2 separate regions of the Mus musculus genome follow, and region 2 is linked to region 1. A link is a contact called in public HiChIP or PLAC-seq data. All regions are on one chromosome and are shown on one strand. The core of a region is the stretch at or near the end of the contact, and the rest is flanking DNA. Distances in the headings are between cores, read along the strand shown. Region 1 holds the start of Cep43 (centrosomal protein 43). Region 2 holds the start of Ccr6 (chemokine (C-C motif) receptor 6).

The links. HiChIP or PLAC-seq counts read pairs in DNA pulled down with a chosen protein or histone mark.
Region 2: a contact with region 1 is called in an H3K4me3 HiChIP or PLAC-seq map of the 230-238 cell line, with 17 read pairs. The contact joins the promoter of Ccr6 here to the promoter of Cep43 in region 1. A contact is called at or near these places in 3 of 39 promoter capture datasets (the C10 cell line, the HPC-7 cell line and embryonic stem cells), 3 of 115 datasets of contacts at active chromatin or transcription factors (the 230-238 cell line, the HPC-7 cell line and microglia) and 3 of 9 other capture datasets (adipose tissue, liver and pancreatic islet).

What each region holds. Positions count from the first base shown.
Region 1 is chr17:8,164,138-8,166,837 of GRCm38.p6, forward strand. It overlaps Cep43 (centrosomal protein 43), which reads left to right and starts at 1,381. Exons shown (of 12, transcript NM_201230.5): 1 at 1,381-1,561; 2 at 1,787-1,840. The coding sequence starts at 1,460.
Region 2 is chr17:8,234,637-8,237,336 of GRCm38.p6, forward strand. Ccr6 (chemokine (C-C motif) receptor 6) reads left to right here and starts at 1,407. Exons shown (of 3, transcript NM_001190333.1): 1 at 1,407-1,679.

The sequences.
Region 1 (2,700 bases), core at 131-2,630:
CCTAGTCTCCCTCCAGGCCCTCCAGCTGCAGTTTCCCCGTCCTCACTCAAGGGCTCACTCCAAGGCTTCAGACTGATGGCTGCCTGGCTGTGGGAGATAGTTTTCAACATCTTCAAGCCTCTCAATCTTCAAGGGTCTAGAACAGGATAGCCACTCAATTTGAAAGTATTGATTAGATGCATTTCAGACCTTTCTGAGTATCCGATCTACAGATCAGCTAATGCCTCAAGCCCGTCATTCTCCACAGTAGTGTGTCATCTGCATTGGACCAGCCTCCCAACCCCCATTCCTGGTTCCTTCTGCCAACTACACCAGTGCTGCTTTCACTGCACACAGACGAGTTTCTTCCTTTACTGGAGCACTCTCCCCTTCATCTGGCCCTAGCTTGAAGTTTGCACACTACAAGGACTCCTCTTAGTTTTTCCTGATCTATTAAACCCATTTCCTTTCCTGTGCCCCGATTGTAATTAGACTGCCAGCATGGGAAGTACTCTTTGCTCCCTCTTAACCAATGTCCTCAGTGTTCGGTGTGACCCTTCTAACCCCCTAACTGTTCTCCTTAAGGCCAGGCTTAAAAATTAACCTCTCAATGGTTCCTTTCTTGGAAGATGTAGGAAAACAAACAAAAAAACCACTCTTCTAGTTTCTCTCATAAAAAGCAGCACAGAAAGCGTTTAACTTTATTCCTACGTGAATATGCATTCATACTGCACAGGCCACTTGCGTGGTTGGAAATGAGTCCACAACCCTTTTACAGACCGGTATGGGGAAACTTTGTGAAGTTCCAAGCCAACACGTTTGAAGCTTCCCATGTATGAGGCAGCCTGGAATTTCCTCTCCTGGCCGATTGCTCTTTCAAAAGAATAAGAGCAAGGTTCCAGAGACAGCAGACCCCGCCGCCGAGCAAAACCGGCTTAAGCTGAGCGAGTATACACGCACAGAGGCGAGAATAGAATGCCTACTTGCTGCTCACGCTTAGAAACAACCCCTTGGAAGGCCCCGCCCCGCAGTTTACTCCGCCCACTTGGAGTCTCCGCTCCGCAGTTCCTCTTGTCCCTCCCTCCCAGAGCCTCTCCCCCCGACACCGCCATCTAAGCGGGTCGAGCCAGTAAGTTCAGCCAAAGTGGACTCTTCTCTCGCACAGGAATGGGGAAATTAAGTGCAATTTAGTGAAATTTCTAATATAATTCTGTTAATATGCCACAGAGCGCGTCACCAGAGCCTGACCCGGTCACCAGAGCCTGACCCCGCCCCGTGTCCATGGCTCCGCCCATAAACGACACGCTGAGACCTCGCCCCTCGCGTCATGAAACCCAAACACCGGCCTGAAGGCCCCACCCCGTAGGTCTTCTTCCCCGCGTGAGGGGCGGGGCTGCGACTGCGCGCTCGCGGGCCGGGTGGCTTCCGCGGCGGCCGTTGGCCGTTAGCGCGGCTTGGGTGGTTGTCTTGGAGAAGCAAGATGGCGGCGACTACCGCCGCGGTGGTGGCCGAGGAAGACACGGAGCTGCGCGACCTGCTGGTGCAGACGCTGGAGAACAGCGGCGTGCTGAACCGCATCAAGGTGCGGCGGGGCGGCCGCCGGGGCTCGGGGCTGCGCGGGACGCCGGCACGAGGCGGCCACGCGGCCGTGGGGCCTTGGCCCGAGTTCGTGGGCCGGGTGTGGAGCGCACAGGCCCGTCGCCTTCCATCGCTCGCTGCCCGCGCGGCCGGCACCCTCGTGTCTGCCCCCGTTCTTTCAGGTTGCGAAACTGACTTATAATCTTGTGGTTTTTTTTTTTTTTTGAAGGCTGAACTCAGAGCGGCTGTGTTTTTAGCACTAGAAGAACAAGAAAAAGTAGAGGTAAGAGATCCCCAGACCTTGTTCATGCCGTACCTCTTAATGCCCGGTTTCTAATAAATGAAAAGCCGTCCTGAAATAGTTCAGTAACTAACCGGGGATGCTTCTGAACGGCTAAGGATTGGGCTTTTACCAATACTCATTTTCTAAATCATTTTGCACGTTTAGAGTGGCCTTAAAGTAGCACAGGAATTTCGGGAGACAGTAGTAGCTAAGGCTCAGGTGCAGGAGTCACGTGAAAGCGGTTCGTTGAGTTACCGGAAGTATTACTTTGAAATTTTTATAAGCTAGTACACTTCAAATGTCTTGGCAGTAAGGAATGCACACTGGAACCTTTTCCCAAATTCTGATTGGTTGGTTAAAAATCTGACCATTACTTTAAAAACATCTCTGATCTTATCCCCCCACCCCCCAAAAAAGAAATCTAGTGAGACCTGAATGTTTAATAACTTGGCTTTTCTGCCTACCCCAGGCCCCAGCAACCATCCTGAGTAAATGTCCTGTAACTCCTTGTCAGTAAGAATCACAGGAGAATCAAAGTCTTACTGTGTGACAGATCTGCCTCCATCCTTCCACGGCTGTGGCCCTGTTTAACCTACCTGCTCTTAACTTTCTCCTCTTCATCCTTACTGGTTGGTTCTTGGCCAGGCTGGGTCCCATTGTCCACCCTTGGGAGTCTCATGTTTCTTTGCTTTCTAGTTAAACAGTAATTATCATTTGATCCAGTGAATTATTTTCTTAACCTGTTTCTGCATAAGCATTGCCAAAGAAAAGTCACTTAGCCAGGTGACTGTGTGAGTTCCGTAGTGGTGGGTTGTAACTGAGCAGGGTCTGGGGTTCTCCCGTCTGGTCCCCTTTAGCTT
Region 2 (2,700 bases), core at 157-2,656, 71 kb after region 1:
TGCCTGTGTGATGCTGGGGATGTCACACCTTGGCCAGTTCATTTCATTTCCAAGTACCCAGATGATGAAGTATCCCCGATGATAGAAACTCAAGCAAGCCTGTGTAATGAGAACTGAAAGTCTCCCCCAGCTGTATGTGAATTCAAGGTGCTTCAAAAGCAGTGTGAACCCACAGTTCCTTTCTAGGGATGAGCTGTCTCCTGCATCAGTGTAGAGATGGGAGGTGTCCAGGTTCCTGCTGCCTACCTTGCCTCTGTCCCCGCTTTCCAACATCACTCTTGGCCCCAAGGCTACAGTTCTCTTTCAGAACTTCCTTCCTCTCCATCAGAGACCCTCTCACATGTGGTTACTGTATGTAACAGAGTCCACCAGCTAGCTGAATTACAGCGAAGGCCACCATACTGGACACACTTGATCTCACAGGGCTTGCTGTCCTTTGATCAGCATGTAAATCCTTCAAGGTCAAGGACTTCACTGTTTGGTTCCCTGCTCTCTCTCTCTCTCTCTGCTCTCTTTGCCCTATGTTTCTCTCTCTGTCTCTCTCTTTTTGTCTGACTCTCTGTTTCTCTCTCTGCCCCCTCTCTGTTTCTCCTTCTCTCTGCTCTCTATCTTTTTGTCTGTCTCTCTCTTTCTGTCTTTTTGTCTGTCTCTCTCTGGTTTTGTCTGTCTGTCTTTTTGTTTTTGTCTCTGTCTTTTTTGTCTGTCTTTTCCTCTGTCTCTCTCTCTCTCTCTCTCTTCCCCCCCTGTCTCTCTCTCTCTCCTCTCTGATCTCTGCTCTCTGCTCTCTCTTATTCCTGGAACACTGTACTGCACAGACTGGGCACTGAATGAGTGTTTGGTGATGGGAGAGATGGATGCATCTCTGTAGAAAAAGTCTTATTAACTGAATCCATCACTCCAGATGACTCAACACCTAAGTGAGCTGGCCTTTTTTCACACTTGAGAAATAAGGGTAACAATATCCATTTTTCAAAAATTATTTGTCAAGAGTAAATGGTAAGTAGCCTTGCCTTGTGCCACATAATTATTGATGGCGTTTTATGATATCACTGAGACTCACAAGGACAGGAGAGGCATGGGTGCCAGAGCCTTGGGTTGTCACCCACCTTGCCTACCAGAAATCGCTGGTGTTTTCCACCAAGAGCCAAACAAAGACTGTCCTGGTGGTGCTGAGGTTTTTACACTTCCTTCCTCCAGTAGCAAAAATACGGGTTGCTGACTATAGTCCACTAGGTGGACAGGACCCCCTTTCAAAGAACTTTACAGTTACCTAGATGATATGTAATTTCCAAGAATCAAGAAGCATTCCACAGACTTAATAATTCTGAAATGAAAAAAATTTGCATGTCACAGTGAAATCATTGACCTAGTTACATAAGTGCCCTCCTGCCTCCACCTTTGCTACCTCCAGTTTGCAGCGCTGAAAACAGAACACTTGTGGTAAGGTATCTACCCCAGGAGGGTGAAGAACAAGCCACACACTGCTTTGGGGAGCCCAGCTTGGAGCAGAATAGCAAGAACAGACACGGTGCTAGTAACCTGCAGTTCGAAGTCATCACTTTCAGTCCCCTGTGACCAGGGCCAGGGTCTCCACACCTGTGAGAGGAAGCAAAGATCTAAGGAATCTGAAATTTGAGAGAGAAACTGCAGCTGCCAGTTTGTGGGTTGGAACATTATTGGTAAGTTTTGTTTCAGCTTGGACTTTGGGAAAACACTAGGTTTCTGCTGTTGTAAATGGCAGGCTTTAAAAGAAGAATAATATTGCCGTGGTCACATCACCAAGTCCTGGGTGCTTAGAGACTTGGGTTCCTTCAATCCCGTTTAGATGAAAGCCAGGTGCTCACTTTGGTAGTCTTTTGAGTGCCGTGAGTATTTTATTCTATGGGACTTAGAACATCAACTGTTGCTCCAACTATGTCTAGGGTTGGAAAGGAGTCATGCCCTTGGGTGCTGCAGGAAAGAAGTCTGAGTCTCCTGAGTTTTTCAGGTGTTAGGGTCTCTGCCCTTTCTACTCCATAAGGAGATAGAATATGATGTATTTTTGTTTGGTTATATTTTTAGACAAGGTCTCATATATCCCAGGCTGGCCTTGACCTTGCAATTAGCCAAGGATAAGCCTGATCCTCTGCTACCATCTCCTGAATGCTGAGATTACTGGCATGTACCACTGTACCAGGTTTTCTGAGCTGCTGGGAACTGAACCTAGTCTTCCATGTACACCATGCAAGAGCTTGCCTTGCCTCTCCCTCCCTCTCCTTCCTTCCTTCCTTCCTTTCCTCCTCCTCCTCTTCCTCCTCCTCCTCCTTCTCCTCCTTCTTCTTCTCCTTCTCCTCCTCCTCCTCCTCCTCCTCCTCCTCCTCCTTCTTCTTCTTCTTCTCCTTCTTCTCCTTCTTCTCCTTCTTCTTCTCTCCCTTTCTTTCTTTCTTTCTTTCTTTCTTTCTTCCTTCACTTTTCAAGACAGGGTTTCTTTGTGTAGCTCTCTGCCTCTGCCTCTGCCTCTGCCTCTGCCTCTGCCTCTGCCTCTGCCTCTGCCTCTGCCTCTGCCTCTGCCTCTGCCTCTGCCTCTGCCTCTGCCTCTGCCTCTGCCTCTGCCTCTGTCTCCCAAGTGCTGGAATTAAAGGCATGCACCACCACCACCTGACCTGAATTCAGTTTTTAATCATCCACTACTGAGCTCTGAATGACTTACTGAGAGCTTGC